3 separate regions of the Sus scrofa genome follow, and regions 1 and 2 are each linked to region 3. A link is a contact called in public HiChIP or PLAC-seq data. All regions are on one chromosome and are shown on one strand. Each heading gives the region's core, a stretch centred on a gene start, on an enhancer-like site or on the middle of the called end of the contact. The rest is flanking DNA. Distances are from core to core; before and after follow the strand shown.

Evidence for each region. HiChIP or PLAC-seq counts read pairs in DNA pulled down with a chosen protein or histone mark.
Region 1: a contact with region 3 is called in an H3K27ac HiChIP or PLAC-seq map of skeletal muscle, with 4 times the contacts expected there. The contact joins the promoter of HEG1 here to the promoter of ZNF148 in region 3. A contact is called at or near these places in 2 of 5 promoter capture datasets (fetal skeletal muscle and liver), 1 of 47 Hi-C or Micro-C datasets (fetal heart ventricle) and 1 of 2 datasets of contacts at active chromatin or transcription factors (skeletal muscle).
Region 2: a contact with region 3 is called in an H3K27ac HiChIP or PLAC-seq map of alveolar macrophages. The contact joins the promoter of IQCG here to the promoter of ZNF148 in region 3. A contact is called at or near these places in 2 of 2 datasets of contacts at active chromatin or transcription factors (alveolar macrophages and skeletal muscle).

The regions. Positions count from the first base shown.
Region 1 is chr13:135,267,001-135,270,605 of Sscrofa11.1, reverse strand. It overlaps HEG1 (protein HEG homolog 1), which reads right to left and starts at 2,040. Exons shown (of 17, transcript XM_021070219.1): 1 at 1,595-2,040. The coding sequence starts at 1,826.
Region 2 is chr13:134,586,380-134,590,337 of Sscrofa11.1, reverse strand. It overlaps IQCG (IQ domain-containing protein G), which reads left to right and starts at 2,216. Exons shown (of 10, transcript XM_021070200.1): 1 at 2,216-2,439. RPL35A (60S ribosomal protein L35a) reads right to left here and starts at 2,050. Exons shown (of 5, transcript XM_003358773.4): 1 at 1,979-2,050; 2 at 1,314-1,358; 3 at 967-1,119; 4 at 1-70. The coding sequence starts at 1,324.
Region 3 is chr13:134,967,016-134,971,057 of Sscrofa11.1, reverse strand. It overlaps ZNF148 (zinc finger protein 148), which reads right to left and starts at 1,390. Exons shown (of 9, transcript XM_021070208.1): 1 at 1,127-1,390.

The sequences.
Region 1 (3,605 bases), core at 791-3,290, 300 kb before region 3:
CCACCTCCTAACAAGATCAGGCCCTAAGAAAGCCTGACTGCCGCCCAGCGAGAGTTGCCCCCAGGTCCTGAAAAGGCCTGAATCCCCTGTACCCCACTTCCCATTTAGAAGACTCACACATTCCTGCAGTATTCTGTACTTAGGTTTCTAACATAAGAAAGCCAGGAAATGTTCTCTTTATGTTCTTGAGTCCTTCCCGTGGAACGTAAAACAATGTACGCTGTAAGTCACCTAGAGTTGGGGTCATGGTGGGTGTGTCTCCCGCAGACCTTTAGAAGCTTTTTTCTCCTCTCTCTTCCCTTACGGACCCCTCACTTTCTCGATCGTGTGCCCGTGATGGAGAAGGTCACAAAGACAAGGCTTTTGCAATGATGGGAGTACTACTGCATAGAGCTGAGTTTTTATGAGAGGATCTGATTATTTTCTAAGCTTTTTTTTTTTTTTTTTTTTTTTCTTGTTTGATGGGAGGAGGCATCTCTCGGGGCAATGAAGCAAGTGAATTCCTATCCCAGGAAGTTTGTGTGACATGAGACACTTAAATGAAGTGTCCAGCAGGACGATGAAATCTTCTCAGCCTTCACCTCAACTCCAGGTCAATACCTATCCTGGCATCTCTGAGAGAATGTATGCCTTGCATCACTCCCAGGAAGGCAGCGGCCAACACAGCCCTGCTGACTTTGTTCAAAGCACTTTCCACTTATTTTTACTTTCATTTTGTCACATCATCATCAGGAGGCCAGGAAGAGTGGGTCTCATTACTTCCATTTCACAGATGGAGAGGCTGAGATCCAAAGAAGTGACAGTCCCCAGGTCACAAAGATATTATGGATAGAATTCCACTTAGTTCTTTGCATTTCTCCCAGACCTAAAGAAGCAACTGAATTAAAAGGTCCAGAGGAGAGAGGACAGGTCCCTCTCTGAGCAGACAGGCAGTGGCTGGGTATGGAGCAGCGCTCTCAGGAACCAAAAGGAGAGGAAAGACGTTTGCATTGCGGGGCTTCACCTTGGAACCCCCCACCCCCGGCCCTACCAGCCTCTTGCTTTAGAGTGATTCAGTAGAGTTTGGTTTCCAGCTACACCCTTTTGCCCTTTACAAATATCCTCAAGGCTAGAACCCTACAGTCACTTATTTAAATCTGAAAGTCAGCCTCTGTACCAGGAGAGGCCCTTTCTGTATCTATAGGAAAGAATGGAATTGTGGAACGGACTGGCCAGTTGTTATCACCTCCGAAGTGGGAGAGGCTCTTTGTAAGGTTCGGAGGTATTTCTCTTTCTTTTTTTTTTGTTAAGGTAGGTGTACGGGGGGTCCAGGGTACACCATGGCAGATAAGTTTTCTTCCAAGGGGTAGAGAGAGAACAGGATGGTCACACACACCCCAGTCCAGCCGGCGGCGAAAGCGGCTAGGAAACCACTCTCCCAGCTCGCTGCCCTCCCTCCCACCCCAACCCCAAGGGTCCCAGCGCGCGAGGGGAAGCGGAGCCCCCACCGGGGCTGAGCGACGCGGAGGGGCCTAGGGCTCTGGGATGCAGCCCTGGGCGCGCCCACGCCCCCAGCCCGAGGCTCGCGCGGCGCTGGTCCCTGGCACTCACTCACCGGTGCTCCCGCCTCGGGGGACTCGGCCCGAAGGTTCGGGCCGCGTCGCGGTGCCACGCACAGCGGCTGTCCAGCGGTGGCCCGTAGGCGCGGGCCCGTGGCGCTCCGGGGACAGCGCGGGCGGCGGCGGCGGCGGCGGCGGCTCGCTCTCGTTGCGGGGCTTGGGGGCGGCCGGCGGCGGCAGTAGCAGCAGCGGTAGCAGCAGCAGCAGGAGCGGCGGCGGCGAGGCCATGGTGGCGGCGCCCGCCCGCGCTCACATGCCCGGCGCGCGGGTGGGCGCGGGGCGGCCACGGGTGCGAGGGAAACGGGCGGCGGGTGCCGCGCCGGGCTGGGGAAGTGAGCGAAGTGAAGCTGCAAGCGCGGTCCCCGCCTCAAAAGTTGTGGGGAGCCGCGGGAGGGAGGTCGGGGGCCGGGCGGGCGCGGCGGAGGCGGCCCCGGCGCCGCTACATGCTGATTAGCCCGGGCGGGTCGCGGGGCGGGCGGCTCCTCCTCGGGTTGACATCACCGGCCGAGCGCGGCCGGGCTCGGCCGGGGCGGGGAGAGGGCAGGAAGGGGGCGGGGGCCGGGCCCGCGAGCGCCGGCCTGGGACTGCGGGGGGAGGTCCTCGGAGCCGGTGACCTCGGACACACACACACGCACACCCACCCTCCCCACCCCGATTAGTATTGCCTTGCTATTTGCAGAAAATTTAGAAAACCCGAGTCCTCTGAATCGGGGACCAGAATTTCTCAGCTCCTTAAATGCACAATCGGTGAAAAGCAGGTACTGGGTAATGTGATTACCATTAAGTAGATCATACAAAGTGCTTTGATATGCGAGGGCAGTGGAACCTGTGCCCCTGCTTCCCATCCCTACTAATCTTAGCCACCCCCCACTCCCATACACACACCCCCTACCGCCTGCCGCCCCCCCTCCACCTCTCCTCCAGGCCCCAGGGCTGGGGTTGAGTTGGCTGTAGCCAAGCCTAACACCACACCCTGCAGCCATCGCGGGAGTCATCCTACACCCCCCCACCCACGTCCTCTCAAACCTGGAGTCCATCCCCAGCCCACCCCTGCCTTTGGCTCACACCACAGTTCTGCAGAAATGTCATGGCCGGGACACCCAAACAGGCTGCAGGGAAAAGAAAACTGTGAATTCAGGCAGGGCTAGGGCAAACTCATATCTGGAAATGGGCCGCGGATAGCAAATTCAACAGAAGGATGCACAGAGATCCCTGAATTTTAAATGGAAACCTTTCCGGGGAGAGATTCAAAGATTTAGTTTAGACAGATTTCCCTGGTAAATAAAGTTCCATTTGTGTCCCTATCCCCTCTGTTGCCAGGATATAGAAGATAAAATGTCTACATTTTAAGACTGTACTCTAAGCCTCTGCATTTCCAGGTGAAAAGGGCTCCAAATGGGAGAGTAACTTGCTCAAGATTCTGAAGCTATTCCCAAAGATGAAGGGATTAATCTCTGAAGGACCATGTGGCATTATTAATTCTGGTCCTACAATTTGGAATTTGCAATAATGCAGACAATGTGCCAACTGAGATGAATCCTGGAGCTCCTGGGGATCTCATCAGTTCCAATGGGGACCCTGTGTGACCACAGATGCTCAGGAAACTGTGAGTGTGGACTTCCCTTTCAGGCCTGTCTCCACCTCATTTCTCCCCTCCTCTCTATTACTGTCTCTGGGAGTCATGACCCTGCCCCCTTCAGGGCAATGAGCAGATCATGGTGTCTAGGGCAGCTGCAAATGGGCTAGGCCCACTCTCTGGTGATTCAGTCCACATGAGTCACTTGGCACAAAACATAAAGGATGCTGTGTATATACAAGCTCACCTTAAGCTGAGGAGTGAGGGGTAACAATTTGGTTTTATTTTGTTTCGTTTTTAAAGAACCACAAAACAAACCCAGCTTTCCAGGGCTCTCAAGCAGAATTTCCAGGTCTTTCCAAGAAAATATCAGACAATGACACCTCTGTAAGTAACGTGGTTTGCTCTCATGGACCCAGTTCAACTTCTCA
Region 2 (3,958 bases), core at 967-3,466, 380 kb after region 3:
ATGAGCACGAGTTACCTTTCCCCAGATTACTCTGGTTTTGTTAGGTTTTCCGCCAGGAGTCACTGTGTTACTGATTTTAAAAAAGGATTTAAAAAGGAATGAGAACCAAGACAATCAGTATAGTGAGATATAAAAATCAAGGTGACTTCAGGACCAATGGCTCTCAACCCTAGTTAACCACTTTGGTCACCTGGGAAACTTTAAATGGTTAATAGCTACAATATTGGAGGAGAAAAGGGCAATGGGGGACAAGGAAATGTGAGGATGTTTGAATGTAGAGAGAGAACTTTTTTGCAATTTTCAATAACCAAGGAAGGCCTTACTAAGAAGGTAACACTAGGGAAAAGACTGGAAAGGGAACAACAGCTTGTGTTAAAAACCTGAGGTTGTGTCCCTGGCTCTTGGGAGGGCAGTAGATAGGATAAATCCTAGCTGGGTTAAGAGTAGAAACAGGGAGCCCTGAATGTATATGGTCCTAGAAGCTCCTTAATGACCTCAACTTTTACTGAAGAGATGGGACCAGTGGGAGTTTGAGCAATGTACAGATGATGTGACTTAAATTTTTAAAGGCTCACTCTGGTTGCAGAAGGAAAGGGGGCTAGGGGAAATAAAAGCGTGACCCCCAAGAATCTTCCAAAGAAGCCAGGATTAAGAACCAATGCTCTAAAGACATAAATAATACGTTCATGCATGTATACAACTATATAAGAGTCCAACGAAATGAATTAAGGTACATGAAAAGGGCTCTATAAAACCTTAAGATCATAATATACAGAACTGACTCCTTCCTTGAAAACACTTAACAGCTGTACTTTTTCTAAGTGCAGAAGACACCTACATCCAACACCACCATGATGTTCCATAAAATCCAAAGTAGACTCTACAACAGTACCAATTACTTTACCAACTTCAAATGAGACAAATCAAGTACAACTCAGAAAATATAAAAATACTACATAAACTTACTTCTTTGCTTTGTACACATAAGCACATCTCTTGCCTAGATAAAATTCAGTTTCATCTCGGGCATAAACACCTTCAATTTTAAGAAGAGCTGTGTGCTCCCTCTGGTTCCGGAGACCCCGCTTATAACCAGCAAAAATGGCCTTGGACCACAACCTACGACAAAATATATCGTTAACCATAAGCTGTTAAAAGATACCTCAACTTCGATAAACCACAGGTACAGATCTGACTTGTGATGATGACCCGTGTAGCAAACATTTTTTCCCCCACCAATTTTAAGCTCACGTTTAGGTTCAAGCGTAATAAAGAGACTGCAAGTACAAAGCAATGATATGTGAAACGCATACCTTCCCGACATATTTGCTGGTTTTGAAGTCCTGCTCCCAGGAGGCCTTAAAACAAAAATAATCAGTTTAAAATCTTGTATTCGCACGTTTCCTACCTAGTCTCCTCAGAAAAGGACCCCTAAGTCAGATAACAGCTAAGCAAACTCCAAAATGAGACAAAAACGAAAAGTGGTAAGACAGTAAACTACAAGTAACTTCTAGAAACTCCAAAAGGAAGTCTTAAGAAAATTCACGCCACGGTCAGTAGGAGAAAATGAATATCAAAGAAAACAGAAGCACGCAAGGAACAAGGCTCTTAAGCACAGCATAGGAAAGAAAGGCTAAAAAGAGATCGTAAATACGCAAAGCCAGGTTTAGAGAAAGAATAAATGGACAAGGAACCCTGCCTAAAGGAACGACTGCTTCAAAAGGGCAACTGCTGCCAGACAGAATCCATCTCTGTTCCTCCAGGAAGCAACTCCGATTACGGGAGCACCCGTTCACAGACGTCAGGGGACCAGCACCATCAGTCCAATATCTCCTCCATCCTGTCCTCCCCGTTGCTAGAATCCATAAATATCACTAGCTGGCAGAGACCCGGCGATGCAGCAGTGCCTCGCTGAGGCAAAAACCGAGTCCATCCCAGTCATTTGCCCTCAAAGTTCAGCTGCCAGAGCTAAACTCACCTCCACAGGCTCCAAGATGGCTGAAAGAGAAGGGGGAAGGCCCCGCCGCGGAGCCTTGTGGGTAAACACCTATCTGCCCCGCCCCCATTTAGGCATCTTCCGCGACCGCCAAAAAAAGAGCCCGAGAAATCGTCTTCTGACTAAAATAAGCCTCGTTCAAGAGCATTCGTACAATTCTTTCCCTGAGTCCTTTTATCTTTGTAAGATGCGACCCGCATTATTTTGGAGCAGATGGAGGCAAAATGGTAGCCAGCTAAACGAGAAGAAAGGCCCTCCGAAGCTTGCGTTGCCACAGAAACACCTCAGCGTCATTCCCGTGTGCAGTAGTTGAGGTGAAGCCGCTCCGGTCCTCCAGATTTGATTCGCCAACAAGGGAGTCTCTTTCCTTCTCTTCACAGTGGAATAGAGCGAACGGAGACTCTCGGGTTCTAGCCTGGAAGAGAAAGCCCGCCAGCACGAAGGCAGGAGGAGGGAGGGAGTTCTCTTTACCTCCCCTTCCCATCCCCTTCCTCCTTTCCTCGTACTCCTTTATTTCTTTCAAGAAATGACTTAAGTTCTTACTTCCATTCTTTCATTTTGTCTTTGGGGTGAAGAGCACTGCCCTCAAAAGGCCTCCTTCCCTTTTTAAAATAATTCCGTCAGCCGCCAAGCTCTCAGTGAGCGCAGTACCGTGCCCATGTGTAATAGGTCTTAAGTAAATACTTGCAGACCAGAGTTGGATAGATTAGTTGAGTCAGAGATTTAATTTCCTAATTATTGCACATTTATTTGGGTTGCTCAATGCATTTATTTCTTTTTTTCAACAAGTAGTTTTAATGACTGACTACCATGTACCAAGCTTTGTTCTTGGCTCAGAAAACGCTGCAGTAAGTAAAACGGCAGAAATCTCTGCCTCATGGAGCTTACATCTAGTAGAGGGAGCAAAACAAGTGAATAAAATATATACTACATTAGAAGGTAATGTAAGGTGTTCCCGTCGTGGCCCAGCGGTTAAAGAATCTGACGAGCAGCCAAGAGAACTCACGTTCGATCCCTCGCCTCGTTCAGTGGGTTAAGGATCCAGCGTTTTTGTGAGCTGTGGTGTAGGTTACAGACACGACTCAGATCCTGCATTGCTGTGATGTAGCCAGCGGCTGCAGCTCGGATTCAGCCCCTAACCTGGGAACCTCCATATGCCCTAAAAAGCAAAAAAAAAAAAAGTAATATGAGAAAAAAATTAGCTATAAAGATTGGTTCCAGAGGGGGCCAATGGCAGATACTTAGCAAAAGCCAGTGATTTAAAGCTGATATCTGATGGATCAGTGGGACTTTACAATTTGGAGAGGGGCAGGGAGAGGAGTGCAAGTTGAAGGAGTAACACGTGCAAAGACCTTGAGTTGGAAGGGAGCATGATTCCATAGAAGAAAGAAGCCCACTGAAACTGAGGCCATGAGAGCAATAAAAGGGCAGTGCTAGGTGGATCTGGAGAAGAACAGAGGAACCCAGGTCATGCAAGTCTTATGGTCCAAGTTGAGAATTTTAGTTTTTGTCCTAAGGTAATAGAATCCATTGAAGGGTTTTAAAGAGAGATGTGATGAGAGTTTCAATTTGAAAAGGTCAGTCGTTCATTTAAAAAAAAATCGCTTTTAATTTAGAGGCTGTTAGGAGTTCCTGTTGTGGTGCAGAGGAAACGAATCCAACTAGGAACCATGAGGTTGTGGGTTCAATCCCTCGCCTCACTCAGTGGGTTAAGGATCCAGCGTTGCTGTGAGCTGTGGTGTAGATTGCAGACATGGCTCGGATCTGGCTTTGCTGTGTCTGTGGCCTAGGCAACAGCTCTGATTAGACCCCTAGCCTGGGGACCTCCATATACCTCGGTGCGGCCCTAAAAAGACAAAATAATAATAATAATAATAATTTAGAGGCTTTTAGAGTAGTTCAAGCAAGGAACAACAGATTCAACATGGTGTTGGGGGGATATGGAAATAGAAAGTAAAATCC
Region 3 (4,042 bases), core at 141-2,640:
GAAGAAAACCGCCAAGTCAAGTAATTTCCATTCCAGCATCTGCCAGTACAGTGTTCACCCAGCTTCTGGTAAGTGATATTTCAAATTTGCTAAAATCTCAACTTCATGGCCTAGAGAATCCCTGCAGGGTGGGCATGTTCTTTAGGTCTGCATTAGAGATTGTTACATTCACTGGTGGAGGTCTCAAACCAAACCACAGACTAAAGTCTAATTCTCAGTGACCCCAACCACTTGCCGGGTACCCACACTTACCAGATGTCATCTACAGAAGAGCCCAAACAGGTTCGGAACTAGGCCATTCTGGCCCATCTGGAATAACTCTTTAGTCCTTGGGCCAACATTTATTAATTCTGCTACATCTGTCTCTTCTATCAGGCATTCTCTTCATATTCTCTAGTATTTAGCACTCCCTCTTGCTTCAAACCGACCCTTTCTATTCAGGGAAACTCGTTAAACCCCTTCTTTCCTTTCCTTGGAAACGCTTCAGTTCTTTCCATAACGAAATACCTAATGTATCTGCACAATGAACACCCCCCAAATCCTCAAGACTCCTCCACAGCCACCCCCTGCATTCCTCCACCTACCCGGCATCTTTCCCTCCGGCCTCTCTCTCAGTGCACGCTTCCACTACGTTTCCTGCAAGGAGTCCCTCTTCTCCAACCCCTGCCCTTCCCTTCTCCCAAAGAACACATTCAGGCAGCAACAGTGACTGAGGCCTGCGGTGCATAAAGCACTGCACCAGGCTCGGTGGACAAGAGACCTGGTGTCTCCCTAGGCTTTTCACACCCACACCCAGCACCCTCCGGCCACCCAGTGCAATCATCCCACCTCCTTCCCTACCTCTGACACCCCCCTCCGGCCCCGGAGGCCGCCTTCTCGCTTCAGCCACCCCCGTCATTATCCTTTCTCAACCCCCCAACCCACCATCCGCGCCCTGCCTCCTCCCGTCCCCCGGCCAGCGCCTGCGTTTCCCTCCGCCTCGGCCGGTCCCCCGGCCACCCCCAGCCTCGCCACGGCTCGCTCCCCCCGGGGTCAGGCCGTTACCGCCGCGCGCTCCCCCCGCGCGCCGCCCCCTCCCCCTCCCCCGCCCTCCCCGGGCCCAGGCCTGCCAGGCCGAGCGCTTTACCGCGGGCAGGCGCCGAGTCGCGCGGTCACCGACTGCAGGCGGCGGCAGCTTCAACCTCTCTAGGGGCCTTGAGAGGAGGGGAAGGGGGGAGGGGGGTGAACTTTTGCTGTGGCAGCTTCGGCAACAGCTCCCACCCCTGCGCCTTTCTCCTCTTCCTCCCCCTCCTCCTCCTCCTCTTCCTCCTTCTCTTCCTCCTCCCAGAGCAGTAGAGACGCAGACATGCCCGGCCTAGAGCGCCGCCGCGGTCGCCGCCACTGCCGGCGCGGTGCATTGTGGGAAACCCCGCACACGGGAAGCGCGCTGGGGCGCCCGCCCTTCGTGGGACCAGGACCAAGCTGGAGAGACCCAGCGTGGCTTCAATTCTGGCGCCTGCGTGTCACCAGCCCGGCGTGGTCCGGGAAGCTGGCCCTGAGCCGCGGGTTCCCCCGGGCTTGGCTTGGGTGAAGAGCAGTTCGAAAAAGATCAGAACTGAGGAAATAATGTCTTTGAGATGGGGTCCGCCTTCAGCCTTAATCTGTGCCCTGAGAAGTGGAGGACTCGGGGGTCGGGTGCATTTCAGGCCGTGGGCAAGGGAAGGAGCGGGGACCTAGGTGAAAGGTTATCTGCGAGAATTTTTTTGCCTTTCCGATTCTCCTTTCTTCTATAGCCTTCTCCCCCCGCAACTTCCAGTCGTTGGCCTCTACCACCCCAAATGCCACCTTTTCCAGGAGCGGCAGCCCTGCACCCTTGAAACTAGCAAGCCCTGTTAGTGACTGCAAACATATGCAGGGTGTGAGCATAGAGAGAGATCCAGACATCCGGCCCTGGACCCTGTTGTGCAGTCTTACATGGTTTGAACACCCGCCTCACCTGGGACCCAAACCTTCTCGGTCTATATGGCAAAGACTTTGTAATGGTCTGTGTAGAGCTGGGATTGCACGGTTATGTCTCAATCTTTGGAGGCCCTTTAAGTGACCTTATCCAAAATGTGACCTCCTTAACGGTGCCTTCATTCGACTAACATTTGTTGGGAGCCCTGAGGTGCTTGTGCAATGGTTTACAATTACTCATCTTTGTGTCCGCACCCTAGCACAAGGTCAGCCATGTAACATAAAAAGATACTTGATGAAAGTTGAGTGATTATGAGCATAGGAACTTACCTTAGAATGAAACACCTTCATTAAGATTTCTTCATAATAGTCTGAAGATTTATTTAGCGGCTCTCTGCAATACCTAGACATAACCTCTAAAGGGAGAGAGAAAGGAAAAGCATTAAAATATCTATAAAGCCGATTCTGGTGTTCTCCTTCCCTTGTCCACACCCACCTTCCCACCCCTTGCCAACTGAATCTTCATTTGAATAGAGGGCTTTTTGGCGAAACTCCAAACTCCTGCATTATGCACTTGTGAAGGCACTGAATTAGATTAGTGTCTGCAAGGTTAATGTTCCCCAGGCATTAACCTTAGTAAATCGTTATGCCTGTTTAGAAATAGCAGTGGCCCACAGGTTCAGCTTAATTTAGACACAGGTAACTAAGAAGAACAAAGATAAACCACAGCTCCACAGTCAACTCTGCATGTGCTTTCTCCATTAAAAAATATAAATTTTAATAAGGTGACAGTGCATATTCTGAATGCTAATTGCAACAAGACATTGATACAAGCTAGAGCAAGAGTTATCTGGAGGACAGCCTTCTGGCAACTTCTAGCATCTGCAGTGGCATCAAATTCAGATGTTAAAAAACACCTCTGGCAGCAAAGAAGCAGACTCTGAATATTAGGTAAGAGAAAAACTAATAACTGAAAAGGATTGAAGGCCTGGAGATTACACCCAATGGGCTGAGATTGATTGGTTTATCATCAGGAATAGATCTAGTTCTCTGCTCAGCACTATAACTAAGAAGCAACAGAGGAGTTCCCGTCGTGGCTCAGTGGTTAACGAATCCGACTAGGAACCATGAGGTTGCAGGTTCCATCCCTGGCCTTGCTCAGTGGGTTAAGGATCCGGTGTTGCTGTGAGCTGTGGTGTAGGTTGCAGACGCGGCTCAGATCCTACATTGCTGTGGCTCTGGTATAGGCTGGCAGCTACAGCTCCGATTAGACCCCTAGCATGGGACCCTCCATATGCTGCAGAAGCGGCCTTAGAAATGGCAAAAAGACAAAAAAAAAAAGAAAAAAAGAAGAAGAAGCAATAGAGAAACAGCTCTTTAACATGGGCAGAATAAAGAGCACTGAGGAGGTAGTGACAGGAGAAGTGATGATGAGAAGCAAGTTTAAGCCTTTGCTAAGCTAAACTTCCAGAAATATTTCTCAGCCCGTTTGCCTCCTTCATACTCCTCTTGCTCACCTCCCTGAACCCCAGTCCTAGGCATTCAGCCTACTTTCCTTTCCTCTTTTTATTTGTATTTTGAAATAATTAAAGATTCAAGAAGAAATTCCAAAAATAGTACAAAGAGTCCCATTTACCCTTCACCCAGCTTCCCCCAATGGCAACATCTTACAAAGTTTTAGCAAAATAATCAAATCCAGGAAATTGACAATGATCCATTATGTTAACTAGACTACAGAACTTAATTTTTACCATTTTTTAAAACACGTGTGTGTTTGTGTGTGTGCAATTTTATTCCATGTGTCGATTTGTGTGACCACAAAAACCAGGATATAAAACTGTTCCATCACCACAAAAAACCTCAAACTCATAGAAGTGGCGAATACAATACTGGTTACTAGAGGCTAGGAAGGGGGGAAGGAAAAATGGGGAATTGTTATTCAGTGGGTATAAAGTTTCAGTTATGCAAGAAAAATAAGTTCTAGGTATCTGCTTACAACATAGTGCTATAGTTAACGATATGGTATTGTGCACTTCAAAATTTGTTTTCCTGTCAAATCTCATGTTAAGTGTTCTGACTTCAAAAGAAAAAAAGAAAGAAACATACA